4 separate regions of the Mus musculus genome follow, and regions 1, 2 and 4 are each linked to region 3. The links are chromatin contacts, called in public ChIA-PET and Hi-C maps. All regions are on one chromosome and are shown on one strand. Each heading gives the region's core, a stretch centred on a gene start, on an enhancer-like site or on the middle of the called end of the contact. The rest is flanking DNA. Distances are from core to core; before and after follow the strand shown.

Region 1 (2,700 bases), core at 73-2,572, 290 kb after region 3:
CACATGGCACACATATGTCTGGCACAGAGTGGTTGGCTACTCAGTATGTGTCGGTTTCTTTGAGTGCTTTTACGTTTAGATACTGATTGTCTGTTGGCAGGACATCTTCAGTGTAGGTGCCACGTCCTCTGATGCAGAGAAGTATTTGTATGAAGCTTGATGCATTCTCAGCTCTGAGAGCTGCTCCCCCTTAGATGTGGGCTGTACGTTGCCTTTATTTTGCCTTACCGTTCTCATCTACAAACATGGGCAACATTAGTAACTGCCAAGAATTAAATGGCACCTCTAAGACACCCAGAAGAGCATCTTTGGATGTGTGCCCACTCACTTAAGTGCCTGTTTTCATTGTTTATTAACAGTCCTTGTCAGAGTTTCTGAGAATTAAGGACTATGTTTTATTTCAGTTTGGTTACTAAGAATCTACTTCAATGAATGGTTTCTAATGGACAGTAAATGTTTTGAATGAAGGAATGAGCACAAGAATTAATAATGGAACCAACTTTTCCACAGAGCAGACTCTTAGGGGGCACCATAGCTTCGAGAGTCACTGCTGCTTAGTGGCTTTTCTTACGTTCATTGAAATAACTTGGGAAATGAGATTTATTTAGTGTATTTCTTTCATTTAGCCTCAGCCCTTGCCACCATCGGGCCACCTACAGAGCTGATCACTTCTGAAGTCACTGCCAGGAGCTTTATGGTTAACTGGACTCAGTCCCCAGGAAAAGTGGAAAAATACAGAGTTGTGTATTATCCCACCAGAGGCGGAAAGCCGGAGGAGGTAATATGACAATCTTTCTAGACTTCCCAATCCTTAAAGTCTTTCTAGTGGGGATGAAGCAGGCATGTTTGTGTAGGGCATCCTTCTGCTTAAACAGTTTAAGTGGTTTGAAATAGATTTCTACATGTCTGTATTGTTGCTCTGTCTCTTCACATTGTATCCACACCGTTTCTCATCCTGCCATCCAGTCATCCTAAGAATGGATCAAGTATGCACTTAGAAACTAGTTTACTTTTCTTCCCCTAATTAACAAGTTCTAAGCTGAAAGGTTTCCATGCATCTTGGTTTATCTTGGGAGTGGCGAGGGGTTTCTGCCATAGTGAAGACTGCATGTTCCAAATTATGGGGTTAATAGGGTGGGCCAGTCCTCTGGCATTTGGAATTTCCTGGACATTTGTAGAGATCAGGGCCATGGAACACCTTCTTGAAGCAGCTGTGGCCAGTGTTTTCCATCGTGGCTAGCTGTGTCTAGAAGAGAGCACCTATTGCCAGTGGCGGGGCCCTTCTCCTTCCCTGCCTGGATGCAGTGATTCATGGAGTGAAGACATGATGAAATCTCCACTTCCTTTTGTTGTTCTAACCTCTGATTGACCTCACAGTGTTTCACAATGTCCTTCTCTACCCAGGCAGAATCTGTGAGCTTCGTTTTAGTTTCAAGCATTACAGAAATTGATCATGGACTTTCAAATCATCTGGTCCAAAGAGAAAAATAAGCCATAATCTTTCCAGTGGCTCTATTTTTCTCATGACTAGCAAACCTTTTAAATGTTTCCCAAAGTGCCATTGGGGAAAATTATATCTGCTGTAGTCATGTGAGTGTGACCAGGATAATAATATCCCAGAAATGACACAATTAGCACTATATACGAATTAAAAAACAACTTCGGATGGATTCCATAGAAGTGCATCCATTTGTGCACCGAGACAAGGAGAATTGATCCCTAGAGTGGAAATGAAGACCTTGCACAAATAATAAAATATTTAGCGAGATGGTCTTGCTGGAGATATATTTCCTTGTTTGTCTCCATTCTGCATGTGAGATATTTTATCTTCTTTCAAATGGTTCTTTCCACAGGTGGTGGTGGATGGGAGTGTATCTTCCACAGTGTTGAAAAACTTGATGTCTTCAACTGAGTACCAGATAGCAGTGTTTGCAGTATCTGCCCACACAGCTAGTGAAGGCCTGCGGGGAGCAGAGACCACATGTGCGTATTCAATCCTCCTCTACTTCCAACATGAACAGCCTCGCTTAGGTGGCTTATTCCTAAACTGGGCTCATCAGGGTGGATAGACACCCCGACTGGGTCGCAGGAAGTGCCTGTCATGTATGTGGGAGAGGCTGCTGCCGCAGCTGCAGCTTTCCAGCTGTGTGTATGGAATGGATTTTTACAAATGTCTTGCATGTTTTAGAGAGGGTAACTGTGGTGGTGAAGGAGGCAGACTCATTCATTCATTCAACAAATATGTATATGTATATACCTATACACACACACACACACACACACACACACACACACACACACACACACACACACATGTATGTATGTATTAGTAAATATCTACTGTGAACCAAGAGCTGTGCCAAATTTGTTAGTCAGAATGGAGAAGAAGTTCAGGGGCTTCTTTTCCCTCAGGGGAATAGTGAGAGAATCACAGTGCATTTCCCCTCAACATTAATCTCCTTTTAAGTTAGAAGAACGTCTGAATCCTGACAGTCCCTTCACTAGGCATGATGACAAGTACACATGCTCATACTACATGCATACACACATACATACACACATCAGGTACATACTCAGAGAATCACAAGACAAGACAATCGTAAAACAACAATTATTTAGTCATTTGAAAAACTGTGTTCTTACTACGTCTTGGGAGCTATGCCAAACTGGCCTAAATAGCATACATTTCACAGAGCAATA
Region 2 (2,700 bases), core at 200-2,699, 430 kb after region 3:
GATGAGTATCTTCCTCCTGGCTCTTTTGCTCCACCTCCCTCTCTTGGCATCCCCTTCTTTCCACTCTCCCCTGGTGATGGACTTGTAACACGAGACTGGGTTTTTAATTTTATATTTTCTTCTACGATTCTACTGTATTTCAGGGTTTCTTTTGTAAATAAAAAACATCCGGTATTTAAGCAATTGGCCATGGTTCCAGTTTTCTAACTCCATTGTTTAGTTTGTCTTTCTCTTCCTCCTTTTAACAACTATAAAGCCTCCTGGGGAAGCGGCATAGCAGGCTCGGCAGTGAGTGCTTTCTCCTCACACATTGCACCTCTCTGCTTTATTGACCAAATCTGTGTCCCTAAGGACCCAGATAGGGGAGATTATCCATTTATGGTTCCTGGGCCCCATCAGTACCCCACCCCCACTTTTCCTCTTTAGTGTCCCATCCTGATCAGCCTGAGTTCACACCGGTCCAGGACGAGCAGGAGGCCATGGATCTGTGGAGCGCAGGCATCTGATGACCTCAGGAGACATTTGAAGAGCAGGGGCAGGCCCTCTTCTGGAGCTTCACTTACCAAATGCTGTCACGTGGTTTGTCCTCTACTTTGCAGAGGGAGGCAGGGCTGATGGTATGGGGTATATTTCCTCTGTGGATAACGTCAATATTACCGTTTTTTAAAAATTGTGTTTTGAAACCGCCCCTTTCTGTGACACTGTTTTAACTGTACACCAGTTACTTTGGACTTCTTCCAATGAAGAGTGCTGAGAAGGATACACCCTGGAGTGTCTTCTCTGTTACATCATTTCAAGTTGTAAAATTAATAAGAGAAGCGTGGTTATATCAGAGGGAATTTGGGGCCCTATCAGCAGAAGAGCGAATTCAGAGATTCCCAGTTTATACCACTGTCCCTGTACCCATGTCAGTGACCTTGCTGGTAATTGAATAACACCATCACTGAGGAAACTACCTCCTACTTGTTTAACCTGATCTGTCTAACTCATAGATTACTCAGTAACTGGTTTTCACGGGTGTTCAGAAATAAGAGCTAGAATATAGCCTTTCTCGATTCTGTAATTAAAAACAAAACCATAGAGTCTGTTTTCCAGTAGTCTTGATTCGTATAAAATAATGACTTCCTTCCAGTTCCGATGCAGAAAAGACCCATCTTTTGGCAGATCATTTGTCCAGGAGTGTGTTTCAGGGCTTGCCTCTCCTCGACTTACAGGGATTGCTTTGTAAATGCAGATATGTTTTTGAAGACTTGTTTTTATCCTTTTTTTTATAAGCAAATAAAAACTTAAAACACCATGTGTGGATTCTTTTAACTTCTGAAACTTCTGAACGTCACTGTCAGCCTTTGTGGTCTTGGTTGACTGTCGATCTCAAAAGGAACAGCTGTGGTCCTGTAGCTAAACATTTATTCTACCTCTCACTCCTTCATCCCTTTGTCCTCAGTGGTTAAGACAGTGGTTAGCCACAGAACGCCCTCCTCTGTGTAGAAGACATCCTGTCTGTACTAAGACATCCCTGAAGACCTCTAAGGCAGTGCTTCTCAGTCTTCCAATGCTGCCACCCTTTAATACACCTCCTCTTGTTGTGGGGATCCCCAGCCATATCAGTATTTTCTTTATAACTGCAATTTTGCTACTGTATGAGTCATAATTTAATACCCTTGTTTGCAGATGGTCTTAGGTGACTCCTGTGAAAGGGCCATTGGACCCACAAGGGGGCCACAGCTCACATGTTGAGAACCCCTGCTCTAGATGGTAAAGAGGAAATTAAATTGAATCCCAGAGACTCTAGACCTTAAACTAGAACTTCTTTTGTTTTTATTCCAAAGGAAAACTCTTAAGTGTTAAAAAAAATAGTTGAGTTCTATTAGTTTATTATATACTAGACCATTTGTTCTCACCTAACTCATCTAAAGCACATCTCAGTAGTCACTGCTGAATGTCCAAACCGAGAAACCTGAAAGAGGATCAATATGGAGCACTGTATCTGTCACCTTCCCAGCCTCTTAAGTTGAAAGAATTCTCCTAGGGAAACCTAGGTCTGACTAGGATCCCCTGTTCGGCTCTATTTGCTGGTTGGAACTAGGAAAGAATGAAAGCCATATCTTTGTGTGAGACCCAACTCCTCAGTTGCCTGACCCTGCTAACAACCATTTTAAGAAAGTTGGGTGGCTTCATTTACAACCTAACTTAGGTTCTGTCTGGGTCAGGAGAAGACTCAGAAAAAGCAGGGTGTCTGTTGAGTCACATTTTTTCCCCCTCTATCCTTCTGCAGATTTCATTGCTGCCTTTGGTTTCTGTTACTAGAGAGAAGAAGTCTTGCTAACAAATGATCCAACCGGCATCATGTATGTGGGTGCCTTGGATGACCCAGGCAAATAAGTAGCTTTCTGGTGTAATGAAGGAAGCCAGAGAGCATGTAGCCTGTAAACCTTTATGTCCCAGCTGAAATTTACCACAGAAAAACAGGGCCAGCAAGGAGTAGGAATTGCTCAATAATGCAAGGGATATCCACATAGTTGAACCTAGAATCCCCTGGGAGAACTCCTCCAATTTAAGCAGCTGGAAAGCTGATACATTGCTCTATAACAGTCTTCTGTCCGGTTCCTCTGTCTGGGACATTTAATGATGACGATCAAGACGAATAGTCTGTGTGTTTTTGATGAGTTAGGTAAGAACAAATGGTCTAATACTGTGTTA
Region 3 (2,700 bases), core at 185-2,684:
CAGGTCGTAGGTTTTGTCTTTACTGCACAACACAGCCTGTTCATCCTTATCTCCTCTAATCACAAAGCTACAGGCAAATGGAGGGGGGGGGTAAAGACATGGCTTATTGAGACTCTAGTGGATAGCTCACTTTAAATAACTCCCAAATCGGGGACTAGAGAGATGGCTCAGCGATTAAGAGCACTGACTGCTCTTCCAGAGGTCCTGAGTCCTGAGTTCAAATCCCAACAACCACATGGTGGCTCCCAACCACCCATAAGAGATCTGATGCCCTCTTCTGGGGTGTCTGAGGACAGCTACAGTGTACTTACATATAATAAATAAATAAATCTAAAAAAAAAGAAAGAAAGAAAGAAAAAATAAGTCCCAAATCCTGTGGCTTCTAGATTTAAAATTAAACCTTGGGAGTGTGGTGCTTTGAAAGAGGACCCCGCCCCCAAACACAGGCTCAGACATTTGAACACTTAGTCCCCAGTCCACAGCCCTATCTGAGGAGGGGTTGGGAGGTGTAGCCTTACTGGAGGAAGTATGTCACTGAGGGGGAGCTCTGAGAGTAAGAGCCTTGCCCACTTGCAGTTCAGTCACTCAGCTTTGTGCTTGCCATAAAAGACATGATCTCAGCCTAGGATTTAAAATCCAAGGTCTTGGCAGCAACTTTGTAGTTGACCCGGAATTAAAAACAGATCCAGATCTTCAGTAAGTGACCCCAACCAACCCCCGGGCTACACGCAGCAGTCTGCATTAGGCTTTAAACTTCTGTCTCGTTTGTCCCATCTGCGGTTCAAGGAGAAGAAACCCAAGTGGCAAGCCAAGAACTCTCTCTACAGGCACTGCTACTACATTCTGAGATTGAACGAGTGTTTCTGTGGAGTACTTGGCATCAGTACTGAGCCCTCCAAAGCTCCCTGGAGCTTCCTTCTTGACACTCCCCCGCTGACACCTGGCTCTAAATTCCCTGGAGTCCTGCTAACAAGGCAGTCTAGCAAATGCTGAATCCTCCTGACAGATGACAGCAAGCTGAGGACCCGCCCATCGGCCTGTACGGGCCCAATCAAAGCAACTCTCTGCACCAGTTCCTCCTTCCGAGTTCCCCGGGCTACGCCGGGCGGGTAGGCGGCCTCTTTGAGGCCGGGGAATCGGCGCTCCCGAGCCCCACCATCCCGGCTCACCTGTCCCCGGCCTCCAGCTGCTGGCACAGTGCTGGTTCCAGCTCCAGCAGGCAGAAGTCGCCGGTGGCCGCGCCGCCGGTCCCGGAGCTGAAGCTCAGGCAGTGCACCGTGGGCAGCAGCTCGGTGGCGTTCAGCTTGGCAACCTGCAGCGTCGCGTCCACTTCCTCGCGGGTCCTCCGGGAAGCGCTCGGCGGGGACATCTCGCAGCACGGAGAGGGGTGTGTCCTCGACCTAAACTCCCGGGACTTCAAAAGCGCGCCAAATCCGCCCGAGCCGACTTCCGGGGCGGGACGGGGCGTGTCCCGAGGAAGTCGGAAAGTATCTGGACTCGCGAGTCCTTCTGCAGCCCACTGACAGCGTGCAAGTCCCCGGTTGCTGGGGAGAAGCACGGTTTCCCCCATGAGGACTCCAGGAAGGTCCTGTTAGCAATTCTGGGTCCCCACGGGGCCAAGCACGGCTCTTGCACTCACCCCTTCCGCCACCCTGTGCCCACCCCCTTCTTTCCCGCCAAAGCTCCTTTTCCTCGCCTGCTGCGGTGGGTCCCGTGATGAGCTATGTCTGTGCAGAATTTCATTAAGCCGTTAAAACAACCCAGTAAGGCAGGATCCTGTCGATCCTGTCATGCAGAAGCGAGCAGAATGCTTGCCAATGGTGGCGCAGCCTTGAGATGGCAAAGTCTGAATCCAGCTTGATGTATGTATGGTGGTTCCAAAATAGCCTGCCCAGTGTTGTGCAGGACCAAGAACCAGATCCTGGCAGAATAAGATGTCATTTGTTTGGACTTCGAGACCATCCTAGATGGAAGGTAGCTTGCCTCCCGTTCGTTAAATACTTCATTTGTGCTAAGTGGCGCTTGAGACTTCTACACAGAAACAGCCCGCCTGGTATGCTCCTGGGAGAGTCTGGCTAACTCAGCATTACAGGGTGTGATGTTTTCTTGACCAAAGTTTACAATGACGTGAAACTGTTTTAAGATGAAAACCCATTCATAGACTCACATCCATGCACCTGAAACTGATGTGCGAGCTCTCTAAGGGATGCTGCCGGCAGACCCCTGCAGACTGGCCACCCATAAAAGTTGAAACAGTAAGAGGAATAATTGTCTTCAGAGAGGGTGGTTTCTCACTCCTTCCTGTAAAACAAACAAATGAATAAATAAAAAGGGAGGCCAAGGTGACCCCAGTCCATCAGGTTAAAAACCGACATGAGCCAGGTAGTGCTGGCACCATACCTTTAATCCCAGCACTCAGGAGGCAAAGGGAGGACCTCTGAATTCTAGACCAGCCTGGACTATAGAGCAAGTTCCAGGACAGCCAAGGCTACACAGAGTAACATTGTCTAGAAAAACAACAAGCAAAAACATCTGAGTTGCCAAAGGGTAGTTTAGTTCCAGCACTCAGGAGGCAGAGGCTGGCGGATCTGAGTTCGAGGCCATTCTGGTCTACATAGTGAGCTTCAAGCCAGTCAAGGCTAAATAGACCCCCCCCCTCTCTCTCTCTCTCACACACACACACACACACACACACACACA
Region 4 (2,700 bases), core at 137-2,636, 300 kb before region 3:
TGTTACCACTGTTACCGGTGTGAGTTCTAAGTGGTCTCTGATCAATCCTGCCATCACATTTATTGACTTCATCACTGAGAAAAATACTAATATCTCAATATTCTTTGATTACAAAAGGCAGAAATCAACTTGCCATAGACTCCATTTGCCTAATTGTAAATAGCAGCCCTTTGTGTGTGTGTATGTGCCTCTGTGTGTGTGTGTGTGTGTGTGTGTGTGTGTGTGTGCTTGACACGAGCTAGAGTCATCACAGAGAAAGGAACCACAGTTGGGTCCAACTGGAAGGCATTTTCTCAATTAGTGATCAATGGGGCACCATTGAGGGTGGTGCCATTCCTGGGCTGGTAGTCCTGGGTTTTAGAAAATGGCAGCTGAGCAAGCCACGGGAAGCAAGCCAGTAAGCAGCACCCCTCCACGACCACCGCATCAGCTCCTGCCTCCAGATTCCAGCCCTGAGTGAGTTCCTGTCCTGACTTCCTCCAGTGATGAACTATGATCTGGAAGTGTAAGGCAAATAAACCCTTTCCTCCCCAACTTGCTTTTTGGTCATGGTGTTTTGTCACAGTTAAAACACTGACTAAGACACCCTGTGAACCATGGTTCCCCAGTCTCAGCCTTTGGGGTTTGCCTCACTGTACTGCCTTTCACCCATCCAGCTCTGGTCAAGTTGGAGGCCACTTTGTTTAGTCAGCGTATTCTGGCCTTGCCACTAGTCTTAAAGGACACCTAGGCCTCTCCTATCAAAACACTCACCGAACTGCTTTGTATCTGCTGTTCTTCTCATCTCTCTGCCCTTGGAAGTTACAAAGTGGTTTCCTATACGATGTGTGCAATGCAATGTACATATGTCTTTTATTTACAGAAACACAATTAAAATACATACCTTAAATTAGTTGCCAACATAACAACTCTGGAGATTTTCTTTAATAACAACAACAAACAAAACAACAAAAGATCATCTAGATTTCTATTACTTCTGGGACAGAGGCCCAAGCTTCATCCTCCTGAACTGCACCGATTTTTCTGAAGTCAACCCATGGATGCTTCTCTTTACAAAGACGAATTGCTCCTCAAAACACAGTCCCTATATAACCTCACTGCCTGTACTCATGCACTAGACTTTGTAATCTAGCTCGTAGACCATTCGCTCTCTTCAAACATTGAATGGCATCTTATGGTCTTATGCCTAGTTTCATGTCATTCTCTCTCCCTGGCCACAGATGATCCTGTCAGAGTGCTCAGCAGTCAACAGCGACTGACCAGGCAACTAGACACAGGCTGCTGATCCCTTTAACCATGATTACATGAAATCAACCAGCATGACTGTGCCTAAGGCTCTGTAAACACAGGCCAAGTAGGAAAGGGTGGAGCTGGAGACACTGAGGGAACTGTGGAAAAGAAAATTAGCCAGCTATTGAATTCCAGCTACTGTGACCGGGCTTCTGCTTTGGTAACATTGGGTGTTTGGTCAATGAAATCTTGACCCAAAATAAAATATGTCTACTTTTCCCCACTCTGGGGAGATGACTCTTTTTTTTTTTTTTTAATTCCTTTTTCTTTGGAGATGAGACCACATGTAAAGAGATCAGTTTCCTCAAGCAGCTGTGTGAGGGTTTTTTAAAAAGCTGTTTTTTATTGAATCTGTAACAGCAGTCTGTCTAACTCATTGCCAAATGAGTGTTAGGCATTATTCAAGAGTAATACTCAGAGCTGTGGTTTTCTGGAGAAGAAGTAAAAAGCACTCCTAAGAATAACAAATGAACATTTCTAAAGAACAAATGTTGATCTAATAGCCTTCTACCTCACCAACTATAGACTCCTGCTATGCACTTGGCTGATCACACCAGCCCTAGCATTATCCAGCCAGACTCTCCCTTTTCTGGCAAAGTGGAAGAAACTCCCTACATCTAGAACGACATCGCCGAGGCCTTCCTTCCCAGATAAAGAAGATTCTTCTTATCTTCTAATCTTCATCCTTCCTATCCAGCTTGTCCAGGCATAACTCATCTTTTAACATTTATTTTACCATATCTAGCACACACAGATACAATATCGTCACTATATCACATCAAACACACCTTATCCCTAATACTACACAGCACTCCAGCACTCATGCATTCACACACATACACTCACAAACACACACACACACATGCACACACACCTATCCCTGGTTGAGAACATCCATGATTTTAGAATTATCCTACAGAATCAGTTTTTATTCATTGTTACTATAGTTCAGAGATAGGAATTTTAGACAGCTAAAACATGGTCATTTCCACTTCTAGACAGTACTCCATTAATGCTGTGAGCCTTGAAATCACAGAGAACTGTGTTCATATTTTGGTGCTCCTAACTTGGTACTCAACTTCCTGGCTGACCTAAATCAAGTCACTTAACTGCATCAGAAGTGAATCATGATGAATTGGTTTGGGAAAATATTGACTATAGGAATAGACATGAGAACAAGTTACAAACATAAAAAAGTATTTCATTATGATTAAAAATAACATTAGTAAAATGTTTTTAGTACATAACATCTTTTTTGTACACGTTATCAAAATCATACAACTCTTCCTCATGACCTCTGCAGGGTGATGTCATCCCCATAAGTCTACCTTCACAGGGTGGGAATCACAGATGACCAAGAGCAATTCACTGATGGTTATACACTAAACAAGCAAGAGTCTGGACTGCGAC

What was found. A called contact is a pair of places that touch in the nucleus more often than the background predicts. ChIA-PET counts read pairs in DNA pulled down with a chosen protein or histone mark.
Region 1: a Hi-C map of bone marrow-derived macrophages shows a contact between it and region 3, with 5 times the contacts expected there. The contact joins the enhancer-like site here to the promoter of Dscc1 in region 3. A contact is called at or near these places in 2 of 39 promoter capture datasets (the C10 cell line and macrophages), 1 of 15 datasets of contacts at CTCF or cohesin (the NIH/3T3 cell line), 2 of 484 Hi-C or Micro-C datasets (bone marrow-derived macrophages and peritoneal macrophages) and 1 of 9 other capture datasets (adipose tissue).
Region 2: a contact with region 3 is called in an RNA polymerase II ChIA-PET map of effector CD8 T cells, with 7 read pairs. The contact joins the enhancer-like site here to the promoter of Dscc1 in region 3. A contact is called at or near these places in 11 of 39 promoter capture datasets (the C10 cell line, the HPC-7 cell line, cranial neural crest and 8 more), 9 of 484 Hi-C or Micro-C datasets (ECoMG myeloid progenitors, bone marrow-derived macrophages, cumulus cells and 5 more), 9 of 115 datasets of contacts at active chromatin or transcription factors (the 230-238 cell line, the SCID.adh cell line, effector CD8 T cells and 5 more) and 2 of 9 other capture datasets (adipose tissue and embryonic stem cells).
Region 4: a contact with region 3 is called in a Hi-C map of uterus, with 3 times the contacts expected there. The contact joins the enhancer-like site here to the promoter of Dscc1 in region 3. A contact is called at or near these places in 5 of 39 promoter capture datasets (the 3T3-L1 cell line, 3T3-L1-derived adipocytes, cranial neural crest and 2 more), 1 of 15 datasets of contacts at CTCF or cohesin (the NIH/3T3 cell line), 11 of 484 Hi-C or Micro-C datasets (the AML12 cell line, the Ba/F3 cell line, brown adipocytes and 5 more) and 1 of 115 datasets of contacts at active chromatin or transcription factors (embryonic stem cells).

What each region holds. Positions count from the first base shown.
Region 1 is chr15:55,378,874-55,381,573 of GRCm38.p6, forward strand. It overlaps Col14a1 (collagen, type XIV, alpha 1), which reads left to right. Exons shown (of 48, transcript NM_181277.4): 10 at 627-778; 11 at 1,854-1,983. Among named protein-coding and RNA genes, the nearest start is that of Gm52209, 28 kb to the right of the region's middle. Within about 2 kb of position 1,323, at least 58 of the 459 cell types and tissues checked have an H3K27ac peak or open chromatin away from gene starts, as enhancers often do. A contact at or near this core is called in the NIH/3T3 cell line, adipose tissue and bone marrow-derived macrophages, where this site is marked.
Region 2 is chr15:55,519,507-55,522,206 of GRCm38.p6, forward strand. Col14a1 (collagen, type XIV, alpha 1) reads left to right here. Exons shown (of 48, transcript NM_181277.4): 48 at 427-1,297. The coding sequence ends at 506. Among named protein-coding and RNA genes, the nearest start is that of Mrpl13, 36 kb to the right of the region's middle. Within about 2 kb of position 1,450, at least 26 of the 459 cell types and tissues checked have an H3K27ac peak or open chromatin away from gene starts, as enhancers often do. A contact at or near this core is called in the 230-238 cell line and effector CD8 T cells, where this site is marked.
Region 3 is chr15:55,089,057-55,091,756 of GRCm38.p6, forward strand. Dscc1 (DNA replication and sister chromatid cohesion 1) reads right to left here and starts at 1,435. Exons shown (of 9, transcript NM_183089.3): 1 at 1,170-1,435; 2 at 1-67. The coding sequence starts at 1,369. All of the region lies in intron 2 of Gm41325 (a long non-coding RNA gene), which reads left to right.
Region 4 is chr15:54,790,100-54,792,799 of GRCm38.p6, forward strand. No RefSeq gene overlaps it. Among named protein-coding and RNA genes, the nearest start is that of Ccn3, 46 kb to the left of the region's middle. Within about 2 kb of position 1,387, at least 17 of the 459 cell types and tissues checked have an H3K27ac peak or open chromatin away from gene starts, as enhancers often do. A contact at or near this core is called in 3T3-L1-derived adipocytes and uterus, where this site is marked.